Linked DNA regions of Rattus norvegicus: region 2 is linked to region 1. A link is a contact called in public Hi-C data. All regions are on one chromosome and are shown on one strand. Each heading gives the region's core, a stretch centred on a gene start, on an enhancer-like site or on the middle of the called end of the contact. The rest is flanking DNA. Distances are from core to core; before and after follow the strand shown.

Region 1 (4,373 bases), core at 806-3,305:
CAGCATGATGTCTCTCTAGCCCACATCCCTTCAAACTGTCCTCTCTCACCAGGATCTTTGGGTTTGTGGCCAAAAGCCAGACAGAACCACAGGAGAACGCATGCCACCTCTTCGCCGAGTATGATGCAGCCCAGCCGGCTTCCCAGGTCATCAGCCTGGTGACTGCTCTGCTTAAGGACACAGAAAGGGTGTAGGAGAAGGGCATTGTCCATGTGCCTTCCTTGACATCTCAAAGGACTTGTCCGGGACATGGACCTGTGGCCACACGGACAGGCCTTGGACTGGAGAATCGATCAAGTTGAACCCTTTGAACCTGTGGTGACTTCAGCAATAACCTTCACCGGGCTCTGGAGCCTCGGTCTCTTCAATTATAAAGACAGCTGCTCCCTGGACACTCGGCTGGGCGTCTTCAATGTGTTCCTCAATGCCACTGAAGCCCACCCACATCCAAGAGTCCCTACGTAAAAACTGCCTGCAAGGACCCTCTGGCTTCATTGGCCTGAGCTCTCCCTACATACAGGGCAGGTTGTGCCAGAGACCTATGACCCCTGCCTTGTGGTAAACAGCAGGTGTTGGGTCAGAACCCATGAGTTTCCTGGCTGGCACCTGGTGGTGATGCATGCAGTTTGGGGATTTGGGGACAGATTCTATTTCCCCACACCTGTTCCTTGTTTGCTGAGGGCCTTTCAGATCCACTGGCCCAGGATTCTTTTTCTCTTCAAGAGAGTTAAAGGTTTGGGGCTGAGGATGTACGTAGCTCAGTTGGTAATCGCCTGACATGAACAGGGCTTGGTGTGGTCACCAGCCCCACAAACCATGCACAGTGGCAAACCGTTGTAATCCCAGCACAAGAAGGCAGGAAGATCAGAAGTCCAGGGTCATTCTGAGCTACATGACGAGTTTAAGGCAGTCTAAGCTACATGAAACCCAGCTGAGAGAAAGAAACAGACAGGCCTGTCTGGGTTTGATTGAGAGACCCTGCCTCAAGTTACAGTGGAAGGCCAATGGAGAATGATTCTTGAGATCAACTGTATTAGTGTGCAGACCAACACGCAGTGAATCTTACTCAGCTTACCCATACACATGCAAACATGCACACACACACACACACACACACACACACACACACACACACACACACACTGAGGGTGTTAAAGTTTTCATAAATCTCAGTCGATGGTCATCTTTACCTGAAGAGACCACGCTCCACCTCAGGCCTGGGGGCATCGCTCCACAAACAGCTGCTTTGGGAAGAGGGTATTAAATGAGCAGGCGCCTACAAGGTTCAGTCTGTGATGAAGAGGGGACCAGTTTGAGGGCCTCAGCCGGCGCAGACCAGGCTGCCACAGCGCATGCGCCCTACAATGCAGCCCACTTCAGCTTGCTTTGGGGGAGGGGCATCAAATGCAGCCTGGCCGAAAGTTGTTGAGTTTGGGTACAGAACAGGAGTGAGTTTTCAAACCCCCTGCGTCTTCCGCTTTGTAACAAAGGTTCTGTCGGTGTGGCCTTCTCTAACGCAGTATTCACCGTGTGCTCCCATCTCGAGATCTAGCTATTGCGGTCCGTTCAACTCCTAGCTGTCTGGTGGAACGTTCTGGATTCCTTGGATTTTTAGGTGTAATTTGCCAAGGTCTCAGAATCTTTTCCCCAAGAGCACGATAGGAAGGTCCCTGGACTTTTGTCTAGCTTTATCAATTATTCTGTGATGTTGAGTCAGGATTCTGAAGGCTGGCTTTGGCTGTGGCCTGCTGGGCAAGCTCAGTAGAAGACCCTTGTCCCCTGTGATCAGAAAAGACTTGGCAACGTTCACATTCACGCATGTCTAATCCCTCCTCGCCCACCCATTGCAAATGAAGGCAATCTTTGCTTTCAGTTTCTTGGTAAGCAACAGCTGCCTGGCATTGCTCAAGGAACCCACATCTGGTGGATAGGGGAAGAGACCCTGTTGCTACAGTAGAAGTGTATCTCTGCCCAGCTCCAGTCTTACTGGGTCCTCCAGCCCACACCCTACGGCATCACCAACCTTACAACCACTAGGGGGCAGCAGAGAGTCAAGAATGCCAAGAGGCAGCTTTCCCAGCTGGTTAAAGACGCTGGGCCCTTTTCCTCCCACACCCTGCCAGCCCTGCATAAACCATTTGTTGCTCTCGATCCGGCCCGCCTGCCTCCTTCATGGCATGCAAGGGGGAGCTCACAGAAGCAGCCCACTGTAGCTCAGTGTGAAGCAAGTGTTTATCCCGGCCCGCTCGCCATCAGCCTACAGCATCATTGTCATTGGCCGAGGTCGGACCTGAGGGATTGTGATTTCAAGGCAGGAAAAGCAAATCAGACTCAGAGTAGGGGGTGCTAGGCCAGTGGTACAGGCCAGGACCAGCCCTCCCAGCATGAGATCAGGCTCCGTTCCACCCCTGGGGTCTGCAGGATGTTAGCAAAGTTTTCCCAATTAGTAGTGCCCAATTCTAGGCTGAGTGGGAGAGTCCTCCACACCTCCCCGTGTGCCTCGTGAAAATAAAGTTGCTCAGCACCATAGCTGGTTCTGGAACATTCAGAGCTATCTCCTGAGTCCTGAGCAGAGAAGGGGACCGACCCCAACAGAGCAGAAATTAACACCTGAACACACCATGTGCATTTTGCATTGCCCACAGAGGCCAGAAGAGGGCGCTAGAGCTCCCCCAGAGTCACAGACAGTTGTGAGCCACTGTGTAGTGCTGGGAATTGAACCCATGTCATCGGGGTTGGGGATTTAGCTCAGTGGTAGAGCGCTTGCCTAGGAAGCACAAGGCCCTGGGTTCGGTCCCCAGCTCCGGGAAAAAAAAAAAAAAAAAAAAAAAAAGAACCCATGTCATCTTGAAGAGCAGCCAGTGCTGTTAACTTCTGAGCCCCCATGGATTTGTGTGTGTGTGTGTGTGTGTGTGTGTGTGTGTGTGTGTGTGTGTGTGTGTGTGTGTGTGTGTTTCTTTGTTGTTGTTAATGTTTGTGAGTGCAAACATATATGGGTGCCTGCATGTTACAGTGTATGTGTGGAGCTCAGAGGGAAATCATCCCACTTTCTACCCTGTTTGAGGCAGGGTCTGTCTGTTCTTCACTGTGTGTACACCAGGCTAGGTGTCCATGAGTTTCCAGAGATTCTCCTGCCTTTGTTTCCCATCTCCCTATTGGCATGTTGGGATTACAGATGTGTACTGCATCTGGCTTTATGTGGGTCTGGGGAATCCAAGTTCTTATGTTCAATTCTGCGCAATGAGGGCTCTACCCACTGGGCCATCTCCCTGTTGTTTCATTTTGCTTTCGTTTTGGAGACAGAGTCCCAGTCTACTGCCCAGGATGGTCTGAAACTCACGGCAATCTCCCTGCCTCAGCCTTCTGCATGCTAGGATTAAAGGCATGAGCCACCATGCCCAGCTATGAGGTATCACCTTTTACTGGAAGGACTTCTCAGAGTTCACTACAATGTGGAGTGACTCTTACACTTGAGCCCATTCTTCAGATTTTGAAACTGAGGCTTGGGGGTCCTGTTATAGTAAGCTGCCTCTGATCCATGCCAGCCCTCTTCAGCAGCATTCTTCGGCAGGTAAACAAATATGTGTATGACTACATGAGAAAACACTTGTCATGTTCAATGTGGCTGCATAAGAAAATGTGTCATGTTCAATGTGGCTACATATAAAGCTTGCCAAGGAGCAGATGAAAGAAACCCAGGGCCACCAGGACCTCTGTATCTGGTCAAGAATGTCTAAGGAGGGCTGGAGAGATGGCTCAGCGGTTAAGAGCACCCGACTGCTCTTCCAGAGGTCATGAGTTCAATTCCCAGCAACCACATGGTGGCTCACAACCATCTGTAAAGAGATCCGATGCCCTCTTCTGTTGTATCTGAAGACAGCTACAGTGTACTTATATATAATAAATAAATAAATCTTAAAAAAAAAAAGAATGTCTAAGGAATGTTTGTTTGTTTGTTTGTTTGTTTGTTCTTTTTAAAGAATGGATCATCAATTAACACTAGCTTTTCCTTTGTTTTTGAGATAGGGTTTTTCTGTGTAGTCCCGGCTGTCCTGGAGACCAGGCTAGCCTCTAAGTCAGAGATCCACCTGCCTTTGCCTCCCATGGGCTAGAATTAATGGCTTCTGTCCACTGCCATTCTCCAAGCTCTACCTATTCTTGCAGATAACCCAAGTTTTATTCCCAGTATCCACACGGCAGGTTAAGACCAGGTATAGCTCCAGTTCCAGGGCATCTGACACCCTCTTCTGACCTCCAAAGGAACCAGGCACATATGCAAACATTTACATACACAGAAGCCAATAATAATACTAGTAATAATAATAATAATAATAATAATAATAATAATGATAATAATAATGAGGTTAGCTTCA
Region 2 (4,373 bases), core at 1,137-3,636, 62 kb before region 1:
GACACTAGTCCAAAGGAAAGGAAAAAGGCCCAGGCCAGCTAGCTTCCAGCCTTCTCCCTCTCCAGCTGGACAACCTGTGTGTCCCAGCCTCAGGGAAGCCCAAAGGCAAGGGCGACAGAAGAGCCTGTGCCCAGGGGCGGTCATACTTCAGTGAACACCATCTCCAGATTAAAATTCTGCACCCAGAAGTCAGGTCACCAACTCCTCCTCAGTCTCCTGGACTGGGGTGCACAGGGGTTCTATGAAGAGATGGGCTTCCTGTACCTGCCAACAGGTATCCCATCTCAGAGCTCTGACTGGAAGGAAAGAGAGAAGGGAAAGAGGAAGGGAAGGAGGGAGGGAAGGAGCGAGGGAGGGAAAGGGGGAGAGAGGGATGGATCTGGGAACAGGAGTGGGAAAGAGACTGATGTTTCAGAGGCTCCTGATTTATGGTGGTCACTATGCTAACTCTGCAACTCTTAGCAATCCTATACTCCCAATACTGATGACATCACTCCTAGTTCACAGCCAAGGAACCTGCAAGCTGTAAGAAACTGAGGCTGGAAGAAATTAATGCCACACACAACATCACCCAGCCCATGAGATGCAGGGCCAGATTTAGAACCAAGACGGGTCTGGTACCACTGCCACCTGCCAAGTCTGGAGACAGGAGGCCAAGAGTCTGTTTAGCCTCCTTCCAAGAACAGTAGAGGAGCCAGAGGGGCCCCCCGACACCCCCTTCTCATGTACTTTGGCAAGCGAACTTTGTCCTATGAGCTCTTGTCAACTCTTGTACCAGGAAAGCCAGCGAAAGAAAGGGAGATAGCAAATTAGCCAGGGAGCACCTGCTGGTGGCCTGGATGTCTGCCCTCATGCTGGGCCAGCCTGGGCTTGAGGCCCTCCTCCCAGCCTCCCTTGCTATCCTGTGCCAAGTCCATCTCTCCTAGAGACCCACAGTCTCTAGAGCCAGATTAAATCCTGCCAGGTCGATTGGGTGGCACTTGATGCTCAAAGAGGAAGGATAGCACAGACACTGGGGCCTTAAGTGGCCCTCCAGATATCAAAGGAGCAGGAAGGGACAGGGAGACCTGAGAAGGAACATCACTCCTCCCAGACAGTACAGGGCCAGGTTTGAAGGATCCAAGTCACCTCCCTAACACTGTCCCAGCTGAGCTATCTGCAGCACGGATCACTGATCCACCCTACTACCCCACCCTTGCCAGTCCCAATTTGAGGGAAACTAATATTTATTAAACACAACTGTGTGAAGACCAAGACAGTGACCTCATTTTACCACAAACAGACGGCACTGTTGGCCCATGTCACGCTGAGGAAACCAAGGCCCAGAGGTGCTTACTAATGCACCCAGGTCCCAGCCAACGAGGTGGGGTAAGCCCCAGCCTCCCTTTTTCTCTTTCCATGCTAGCCTGATGGTTCCCAGGACCACAAGCCTTCTTCTGGGTAAATCTGAACTGATTCTTTTTTTTTAATCGGTTATTTTATTTATTTACATTTCAAATGTTATCCCCCTTCCGGGTTTCCCCTCTGCAAACCCCCTGTCCCATCTGCTATTCCCCCTGCTTCTATGAGGGTGCTCCCCTACTCACCCACCCACTCCCACCTCACCACCTTAGCATTCCCCCCTACACTGGGACATCAAGCCTTCACAGGACCAAGGGTCTCCTCTCTCACTGATGCCAGATAAGGCCATCCTCTGTTACACAAAACTGTGTGCAGACCAAGACAGTGACCTCATTTTACCACAAACAGGTGGCACTGTTGGCCCATGTCACACTGGAGCCCTGGGTCCCTCCATGTCTACTCTTTGGAGCTCTAGGGGGTTGAATGGATTCTTGAGAGCAGAGCAGAACCTTCCTGTCCCCAAGTCTTTCTGGCCTCTAGATGTGGTCTGTGCAGCTGCAAGACAGTGGTTACCCCTAGATCGACTTCCGGAAATCTAGAAGTCTAAAGGATCTCACATCAGGGCAAAGGCAGCTGGGAGAAGTGTTCTAAATAACGAGGAGATCCTGGTGTAGCATATGGAAGCCGTGAGAAGTTAGACTGTCTGCTCACTGATGTACAAGGCTCCCGTTCTAACTCCTCCTTCATTTGACCCTACTACATCCCAGGGTCCCCTTGACTTCCTACCTAGCAGCTAAAACCTGCACCAATTCATGTCCCCCTAAGAAGTCCTAAGTCTCCCCTACTTTCCAATACCTTCTCCTAATTTCTTCTTACTACCCCAGCCAGTACAAACCTATGTCACAGGCCATTACAAATGTCACCGCCTCCAAGGTCAGTTTTCCTTCCTCACAGGCACAGCCTCGTTGGCACTTTACGGCCTGTGCAGTTCTCTGTCCTCTCTTCCCAGTCTCTGTGCCCTCAGCATGTTCTCCAGCCCAGACCTTGCCCTCTGGAGGCGACTTTTGTACCCAGAAGCCTGGGATGGCTGAAAGCACATCTCTGGCTTCCCCGGGGTTCAGTGTGTTCCTGAGAAGGATTCTGCCCCTCTCCAAGGCTGATTAGAGATGCCAGCTCTGTCACCAGGAATGGTGAAAAATCTGGGAACAGTAAGCAAGGCCAAGGAATGTCCCACCCACGGGCCCCTGGAGCCACTTCCTTCCTGGAAGGAGAACAAAGGAGAGATAAGGCTTCTCCCTACATGCCAGACTGAAGGGAGCTGGGCCCCAAGCAGGCCACCCTACTGGAAGGGGGTTGCTAGGTGCCCGCCTAGGGAACCCAGGAGTGAAAACTGGGCGCCAGGCAGGTCAAGGCCCCCTCCTGTCCCTTCTCCTTCTCCTCAGCTTGCCACCCCCACCCCCTTTTCTAAGTCTCCATCCTCCCCATTTCTTGTTCCTTACTCCCATAAGCACCGACTCTCCTGGACCGCACTGCCTGGAGACCAGGCCTGACTCCTGATTTCCATGCCTTTATCTTGACATTCCAGGCTTTCCTGGTGGGCCCCCAACTCACCTCTCTGCCCCTTTCCACCACAGACTCCCCAGGCATGTGCTTTCCTGCCTCCTTGCTGGTCATGGGAGTCCTGTGACCTGTGTCCTCCCTTCAGGCTTCTGGCTCACCCTGGGGGAAACCCTGACTCAGGTGACCCCCAACTCCTGTGCTCCACTCTGAGCAGCACTGCCTGATTCCAACAAAAAACATCTCCCCCATCCCTATTTTAGAACTGACCCCACCTCCCTCTCTCTCTCTCTCTCTCTACACACACACACACACACACACACACACACACACACACACACTGTGACCCTCCCAAGGCTGTTGACAGTTTGTATTGGAAGGAGGTATCAGCGTCCATGCTTTTCTCCTGAAGACTCCTTCCCTTCACAGTGTCTAGGCTTGACACTAGAATGGAGTGGCTAGCCAGGGACCACGTCTCCCAAGAGCCCGCAGCATTTAGATGGAGCCACATGACCAGCTCTCGCCCCAGGGATGTGAGCAGAGGTGTCCCTTCTGAGACAAAGCCTGAGAAACGGCAAAATCCTATTTCAAAATCTGCAAGAGAGACAGACAGAAAGACAGACAAAAGACACCGTCAATGCTCAGTGTCTCCGTGGTAGCCTTTTCAACCACACTGGGAAAAAAGAAAAGGACAAAAAGAAAAGTTAGGCTATTTGGCCGAAGTCACTCAGTAAACTATATATTCTGATTATAACCAAATGCAGAGTCACCTACAGGCCTTTGGCACATATCTGACATCTTCCCCTAGACTAATGTCTAGAGTACAGAAAGGGCAACTCAATGTTCTGGTCACACCTTCACCTCTACGGTACAAGGTGTCTGACCCACATTAAACAGCTCCATTGTAATTGCCTTTCCGTCTCTTTTCTCTGAGAGCTTCCTGGGTCCTTTTCAGAGCAGAGCTCTTCTTGTATGCCCAGCCGGGTCACCACAGAGGTCCAGACAAGTGTGCACTTTGCTGAACTGGGGTTGAGATCTCAGGAGCTCAGTGGTCTCTCCACGGAGACCCTCAAATGGCCAAATGCAAAAGAATCTGGGTCCATGAGACTCACCACCATTCAGCTCCCCCACCCCCACCCCCACCCCCAATCATGTCACTTCTGGGCAGCTTGAGATTCCCAGCAAGGCAGGGGTGGGAGTACAGAAACCCGTGGCCTGTGTGAGGATGCCAGTGTTTTCCTGCTCAAACCACGCAATCTGGTTTTCATTTCTTCGGGGAAGCGGGTGGAGCGTGACTGAAGGGTAGAAGAAAACGAATTCCTCAGGCAGAGTGAATAAAGATCAGAAAACATCAAAGGCGAGAGAACATGGGAGGTATGAGGGCCAAAGCCCCTGGCGTACGCCAGAGGAAACTCAGAAACGGCCTTGCTCTCTTTTAGAACCTTGTGCGTGTTCTTCATACAAACCCCACAGAT

What was found. A called contact is a pair of places that touch in the nucleus more often than the background predicts.
Region 2: a Hi-C map of liver shows a contact between it and region 1, with 5 times the contacts expected there. The contact joins two enhancer-like sites. A contact is called at or near these places in 8 of 12 Hi-C or Micro-C datasets (the A7r5 cell line, the Rat2 cell line, Schwann cells and 4 more).

What each region holds. Positions count from the first base shown.
Region 1 is chr10:84,514,198-84,518,570 of GRCr8, reverse strand. It overlaps Tns4 (tensin 4), which reads left to right. Exons shown (of 13, transcript NM_001024881.1): 13 at 53-392. The coding sequence ends at 194. Among named protein-coding and RNA genes, the nearest start is that of Tns4, 21 kb to the left of the region's middle. Within about 2 kb of position 2,055, at least 9 of the 93 cell types and tissues checked have an H3K27ac peak or open chromatin away from gene starts, as enhancers often do. A contact at or near this core is called in liver, where this site is marked.
Region 2 is chr10:84,576,089-84,580,461 of GRCr8, reverse strand. No RefSeq gene overlaps it. Among named protein-coding and RNA genes, the nearest start is that of Ccr7, 26 kb to the left of the region's middle. Within about 2 kb of position 2,386, at least 7 of the 93 cell types and tissues checked have an H3K27ac peak or open chromatin away from gene starts, as enhancers often do. A contact at or near this core is called in liver, where this site is marked.